Linked DNA regions of Rattus norvegicus: region 1 is linked to region 2. Evidence: chromatin contacts called from public Hi-C data. All regions are on one chromosome and are shown on one strand. The core of a region is the stretch at or near the end of the contact, and the rest is flanking DNA. Distances in the headings are between cores, read along the strand shown. Region 1 holds the start of Ptma (prothymosin alpha). Region 2 overlaps LOC120094735 (a long non-coding RNA gene).

Region 1 (3,641 bases), core at 726-3,225, 39 kb before region 2:
GTACTACAGGCCTTCCTAGCCTCCATAACCCAAAGCAAGTAGCAAGCTAGCACTTTGGAAACTGCGGCTTCGGGGCGGGACCGCTGTGTAACTTTTCCACTCCATGGCTCAACGGTGGGACCACCAGGAAGGCCAGGCACATAGTGCAGCTAGTCCTGCGGGGCCCACCCCCTGGGTTACCTGCTGGGGTTGGTGGGTTCGCGCCCACCGAAGGCCTGCGTCGGACCCCATTGCACCCGCTTCCGCCCCCTGGTGGCCGAAGCCCGGGGGAGTGGGTGGGGGCGGGGTGGCCGCGGTGCGCAGGCGCACCGCTCACCCAGAGAACTACGCGCGCGAGCCTCGGCACGCACCGCGCGCAACGAGCACGTGGCCTGGGGCGCCAAGTGCGCCCTGTGCCCTGGAGACCCAAGGTACGCTTTCATCTAGGTGAGCGAGTTTGCCGCTGGAGAAAGCGCGCTACGTGCTGCCCCCTTGGGATCGCGACTGAGGGTCAACACGCGGCTTCCGGCTGCAATTTTGGCGCGCAACGTCCGGCGTTAAGTCACCGGGGTATTGGAGCTTCTGAGCTCGGAGCCTCGAGACCGTCGGGGGCGCACTCCCCAGAAGGGTCGAACCTCGCGGGAATTCACCTCAGAGAAACTCCCGCGGAGGCTCGGGGCATGGGGTGCACTATGCTGGCTGGAAATTCAAGTCTACAAGGGCCGCCGGGCACCGCTCCAGAGTGCGCTCTGCACGGGGTCGCACCAAGACGGACATGCCGGGCTATCAGAGTTTAAACAAGGTGGCACGCGCGGATTTCCCACTGCAGGATGAATGGGGCGCGAACAACGAGATGTTTGAAAGCAAGGAGCACGAGCCGAACAAGGCTTGTCTCGTGAGAGTGGATAATACTCCGCTGGGCGGGTGGAGGAGACTGCGAGCCGCGGCCTCAGGACCGTAGCCAGGACTGCGAGTCTGCGCGGGATACTCGGCCGCCGCGTCTCCACCGCAGCAGGGTAGCCGTGGGGGGCGCCCAGCGGCCCCCGTGTGCGGCCGCTTCACTTTCTATTTCCTCCCCCTCTAGCGCGTGGGCTCGCCGCCCGGGCCCGAACACCGTCAGCAGTGACCGCCACTGGTACGAGGTCCGCCGCCGCCAGAGCTCCCAGCCTCCACGGGCAGCCCACGAACACTCATGCTCAACCGTGACTGAGAACGAGACCGGTTAAGTGTCTCAGCCAAAATTACCACGGCACAGCTCGCCGCCCCATCCGCGTCATTCCGGATAACCCGCTGCCAGCCCGCTATAGGGCGCGAACCCAAGCACCTAACAAAGAGCAGTTCGGCCGCCGGCGCCGGTAGCCCGCCGGCGCCGCACACGCGCCCCCCACACTTCCGACTGCCGACGCGCCGGAGTTTCAAAGTTATTTCCGTGCGCCGCGGCCCCGCGACCCCGGCCCCACTAGCACTCAAACGATTCGCAAACAACTTTCGAGAATTTGCGATTCGGCCCTCCCAGTTTTCGTCCCCATGTTCCGCGTCGACCCCAGGCCATCGGCCAGCTCCCGACGGCGGCACGAATGCCCGCGTCGCTTCGCGCCCCCTCCCCCGCACACAAAGAGTGGTGCCCGGGGCCATCGCGCCGCTGGAGGGTGGCGAGGTCCTCTCCGTAGCGTTCGCGTGATGCTTTCCCCAATCCCGCAGCCACGCGCCAAACACTGCCCGGGCGACGGCGCACAGACCCCGAGGGGGCGGGCGGCGTCCAGCCTCACCTTGGTGGTGATCTCGGAGCTGGTGTCCACTGCCGCGTCTGACATGGTGGGGCACGCCGGTGGTCTGGTGCTACGCGTAAGGAATTAGTCGAGTTTCGAGGACTCTGGCGAGAAAGCTGCCGGAGTCCGCGTTGGAGGAGACGGTGGGCGGCGAAGGTGGCTGCAGTGAGCGCGGAGCACGACCCGGGAACAATGCAAAGATGGCTTTTCGGAGCAGCCAGTGGGGGACTCACGCGGCGCCAGAAGCTTTAATATAGATTAGTGGGCGGTGCTCAACCACCCGAGCCCCAACGCTATTGGTTGAGTACAGGGAGCGGGCGTTTTCTCATTGGCTCAATTCCGAACAATGGGCAAGTGAGCTTAAAGCGGCAGTGCCTCGGCTTGGCGCGCGCTGCGCAGTCCCCCGCCGCACTGTCATTCAGAGTCTTGAATATGTTGGGTCTCGCCATTCCGAGGAGGGGGCTCGCGCGCGTGCGCGCTCCCGCGGCTGTTTTGCTCAGGCTTCTGACGCAGAAAGCCAAAGCGCGGCAAAGCTGCCCGCCCAGCCCCCGTCCTCCCCCTCCCTCGCTACTGCTCGGAAGGAGGGGAGGGGAAGAGGGGGGGAGCAGGAGGACTGCCCGCGAGGGGGAGGGGAAGGCGAGTGCTGGGCGGCGCTTGCCCCGGGCGGTGCCCCGCGTGGTTCCCGCGCCCGAGACAGGCCCGCATCTAAGACTGAAGAGTTGGCCCAAATAAGTGTATGTGCATCCACAACGGGCACTGTGACTCGCACTTTCCACTCTGTCCCCTTTTCCCGCCGCCTCGACTACATTAGTGATCCCCGCCGCCCACCACTGTCCCGCCGTCCAGGGTCAGCTGACGAGCGAGCCTCGCGCCCTGCACACTTGGGGGAACTCATGCGAAGAGGGGTTTGATGCCCGGTGTCCTCAGTGGGACAGTCCTTGGGCCTCACGCCACAAAACGGTGTCCACACCTCAGGGCTCTCTGGTTCGCGTCTGCTGGAATAAGTCACTGCCGTCGCGACAGTCCATTAATATCTTCCAGGGCCCCGCCCGGCCATCGTGTTTACCCCTTAGCATTTTGGAGGCTCCAGTGCACATACGAACACTATGCAGCTGGGAGAGACATGTCTCCTCGGCCATCAGGACTAGTCCTTGAGAGGGTTCCTTCAAACTTGAGCCATTTAAGGAACCACGCGGAGCTTTGAGAAAAGAAAAACCATAAAGACGCCACACTCAAAATGGCGTTGGACTCCGCAAGCGTGGCGTGACGTGGCGACCCAGCTCACAAGGACAACTTCAAAACACTAGATTACTCGATTTTTAGCGCTTTCTCACTTCGCTGTCGAACTAACAAGTTTGTCCTGTGAAAGAAAGACCAGAATGGCTATAAACGGATCCCAAGAAACGATCTTCGCCACACTCAAGATGGCGGCAGATAGCGTCCGACCGTGTGTTGCCACAAGGGGGCGCCCGACACGGAAGGCGGAACTTAGGAAAAACGCGTTCACACTGGCTGACAGTGGCGGGCGAACACAAAGTTGACGCTTTGCGCCCTGCCATTGGTCCTTCCTGCTGTCTGTCGCCTGTGGACCGCGGAATCGGGAGTGGGGAAAACCCGGAGTCTTGAATCGTGGAGGACGGGTGGATGGCAAATTCCGTAGACCTTTGAGGTCGAGGCGAGGAGACTGAATTGCCCTTATCGTTTCCCTCGGGCGCTTGGGCCCATCCCCGCCAGGAGGCCCCTTTACTGAGCTTGAGGAGAGGGGAGGAACGTGCAGTGTCGGGGAACTGCTGTAGTTGGACCCCGGATCTGCCCGCGAGCCGCACGTGGCCGGCCCGCATCCCCGCGCGCACGTGCCAGCCCCGCCGCCAGCCTTTCGGGCCTCCTCGAGCT
Region 2 (3,551 bases), core at 833-3,332:
TCTCTTCTTATGGTAGTAGCTATTGTTAGGTTTATGGTGGACTATTTCCTGGGTGCGGTGTCCTTCTGTAGCTGGGAAGTGTTGGTGGGATACATTCATGATTATATAGAGACTAGGGCCACCAGCGAGAGAACACACTTTGGTAGTTATTCCTGCTCCTTTTTTTTTTATTTTAAAGATTTATTTATTTGTTATGTATATGAGTACACTGTAGCTGTCTGCAGACACACCAGAAGAGGGCATCAGATCCCATTACAGATGGTTGTGAGCCACCATGTGGTTGCTGGGATTTGAACTCAGGACCTCTGGAAGAGCAGTCGGTGCTCTAACCACTGAACCATCTCCCTAGCCCCATTCCTGCTCCTTCAAATGCAGGATGCTGCTGGGATCCAGGAAAAGCTAGACAAGGGTCATCTCAAGAGCCTAGAGCTACTTCTCCTCTAGAAGGATGCTGGTCTGCAATGCACTCAATCTCAATTCACCTCTGGAGGCTTCTCTTCTCTGGGGATGCCACAAACACATATTCTTTCGTCCTTTTTCCACACACCCTCTATTGATTACTGTCCCCGCTGCTAGGCCTCCCATTAGATTCTTTCAATCCAAACAAATGCTTGGCAGAATGAAATCCTCCTTGCTGACGGGATGACAGGGCAAGGCCAGGCAACAACAGCCTGGAATAGAGCTTCCTCCAGGACACCTTTTTTTTTTTTTTAAACCTTTTAAGAGAGCCCACCTCCTTAAGGAGGTCATTAAGACATCCTTAATTGGGGGCTGGAGAGATGGCTCAGCGGTTAAGAGCACCGACTGCTCTTCCAGAGGTCCTAAGTTCAATTCCCAACAACCACATGGTGGGTGGCTCACAACCATCTGTAAAGAGATCCGATGCCCTCTTCTGGTGTATCTGAAGACAGCTACAGTGTAATAAATGAATAAATCTTAAAAAAAAAAAAATTAAAAAAGACATCCTTAATTGTCATTTACCCATGGGCCACTCTCCACGTCACTGCATGCCCCTTGTGCAAAAGCTGTTCCCCAAAGAGAAGCTTAAACATAAAATAAGGAGAGCTACACCGGAAATAGTAGCGGCACACATCTTTTAGCACTTTGGGTACAGAGGCAGGCTGTTGCTAGAGGTCAATCAGAGCAATGAAGGGAGACCCCATCTCATTACAGATGGCTGTGAGCCACCATGTGGTTGCTGGGAATTGAACTCAGGACCTCTGGAAGAGCAGTCAGCGCTCTTAACCACTGAGCCATCTCTCCAGCCCCCAGGGAGACCCCCATCTCAAATATTAAAATAGAATCCCATAAGGAAGGAGAGCCGGGTGGTTAGTTTTGCATATTAACTCATCAAGTGCGATGGATTCTATGCCTTGAATGGGAGTTTTTCTCAGACACAAAATACGGAGGGCATGTGGTGAGTCTAGTCAGCTCCGCGAGGCTTAAAAAGCGAATTAAGTGCACACTCGCATTCAGCTATATACAGCCAGGAGGTGCAAACACAACTTTAGACACACTTCTGCACGCACCAGGCCGAGCACGCACCGACTGACTAGCAAACCCATGCCGGAGGGTGCACGATCGCCCACTTTCTCCCGTACTTGGGCGCCATGGGCAGCGGCAAGACGCGCAGCCCGCACACTTCGGCCTTTGTTGTATCAGCTTCCGGGCGTCCATCACACAGACGACGCGTACGTCGGGCCAGGAAAGGCGACCGAACACGAAATGGCGGGCAGGGGCGGGGCAGAGAGGGGTACCCTTCCTCAAGTGAGGGCGGGGCGCGCCTGTTTCTGCGCAGGCGTGCGGCCGGCGTGCGCCTCCCTTTGCGCAGGCGCCCGGTTGGGGCGTGCCTTTCTTTGCGCAGGCGCCCAGCTCAGCGCGCGTTCCCAGAGGCGCGCGGGGACACAAAGGGCTATAGGGAAAGAGCGGAGCGCGACCGAGATCTGTGGAATGGCTTCAGGTCATGAGCGACCTGGAGCGGATTTTCGGAGTGGGATCCGGGCTCGCCGGAACCGCGAGCTTGGTCCCTCCCTACGTTCCCTTTCCTTCCTTTCCCATTTCACCTCCTTTCCCTGTTCCAAAGACCTCGCGGGATGCATCGGGTACACAGGGCGCAGGCGCGGGTCACGTTGGAAGGATGAGGATCCTCCATCTTCCCTCGCGTTTTAATGGCCGACAGAGAGCGTTTCCCAGCCTGCGGGGCAGCGTGTGGGTCTTCTTAATTTCCTAGTTCTCTAACTCTCACGGTCCCCTTGAGCACGGAGATGGTGGTTTAGCCCTTTATAGAGTTCCTGCATCGAGATGTTAGACCCCCATGGATAAGGTTACCAAACTGATCTAGCCCTGTGCAAGCTGCTGTTTCAGACTTGGGAATGACCTTGAGAAACTGAAATACACTTTCTGATAAAGAGACAAGACTGAGGACGGTGACAAACCACTTTTCAGAATATTTTTAACCATAACTTGTGTTCTTTCTGACAGTGGAGGCAAGAGAGTTCAGGGTCAGTCAACCCTAGTTTACAGAAATGTTCTAAAAAGGAAAGAAAAGCAGCCCAAAGAAAGATGGCTCAGTGACTTTTTGCTATTAAGAGCCAGCATTCAATTCCCAGCACCCACAAGGTGGCTCACAACCGTCTGTGACTAATTCCGAGGGATCAGAGATTCTTCTGTATAGTCTCCACGAAGGCAAGAAAGTGGTGCATAGGTACTTGTGCAGGAAAAATATCCATACACATAAAGTAAAAATATCTTTAAAAGACAAAATTAGGCCAGGCAGTAGTAACACACTCTAATCCCAGTACTCTAGAGGCACAGGCAGTTGGATCTCTTAGTTCAAGGCTGACCTGGTCTACAGAGAGTGACCCAAACCCTGTCTCAGCCCCACTCCCAAAAAGAATTAGCTGGTATGTTTTTTTTTTCCATTGATACAAACGTTTGGGAAGCAGAATCAGGTCCCAGGTTGAGGTCAGATGCATCTATGTAGTGAGAGCTTGAATCAAATAAAAATTGTTGTGAGACACTCCTATAATCCTAGCACTCAGGAGGCAGAAGCAGGCAGATCTTGGTGAGTCTGAGGACAACCTGGTCTATACTGCACGTTATACACACACATACGCATGCACAGAGGCTTGTGAGCTTGGACTCCTGGCTAGTGGTCTTGGGTTGTATAAGAAAGCAGGTTGAGGGGCTGGAGAGATGGCTCAGCGATTAAGAGCACTGACTTGTCTTCCTGAGTTCAAATCCCAGCAAGCACATGGTGTCCCATAACCATCTGTAATGGGATCTGATGCCCTTTATTGGTGTTCATGAAGAGAGCTATAGTGTACTCACATACATAAAATAATTTATTTATTTATTATATATAAGTACACTATAGCTGTCTTAAGACATACCAGAAGAGGGCATTAGATCCCATTACAGATGGTTATGAGACACCATGTGGTTGCTGGGATTTGAACTCAGGACTTCTGGAAGAGCAGTCAGTGCTCTTAACCACTGAGCCATCTCTCCAGCCTGCATAAAATAAATTTTAAAAAAAGAAAAAGAAGAAA

Evidence for each region. Hi-C and Micro-C count contacts between places; a contact is called where the count stands out from the background.
Region 1: a Hi-C map of liver shows a contact between it and region 2, with 4 times the contacts expected there. The contact joins the promoter of Ptma here to the enhancer-like site in region 2. A contact is called at or near these places in 9 of 12 Hi-C or Micro-C datasets (the A7r5 cell line, the Rat2 cell line, Schwann cells and 5 more) and 1 of 1 datasets of contacts at active chromatin or transcription factors (oligodendrocytes).

What each region holds. Positions count from the first base shown.
Region 1 is chr9:94,622,528-94,626,168 of GRCr8, reverse strand. Ptma (prothymosin alpha) reads right to left here and starts at 1,975. Exons shown (of 5, transcript NM_021740.2): 1 at 1,749-1,975. The coding sequence starts at 1,793. It overlaps LOC134480603 (a long non-coding RNA gene), which reads left to right and starts at 2,756. Exons shown (of 2, transcript XR_010055053.1): 1 at 2,756-3,641.
Region 2 is chr9:94,583,327-94,586,877 of GRCr8, reverse strand. All of the region lies in intron 1 of LOC120094735 (a long non-coding RNA gene), which reads right to left. Among named protein-coding and RNA genes, the nearest start is that of Ptma, 39 kb to the left of the region's middle. Within about 2 kb of position 2,082, at least 92 of the 93 cell types and tissues checked have an H3K27ac peak or open chromatin away from gene starts, as enhancers often do. A contact at or near this core is called in the A7r5 cell line, Schwann cells, hepatocytes and 2 more, where this site is marked.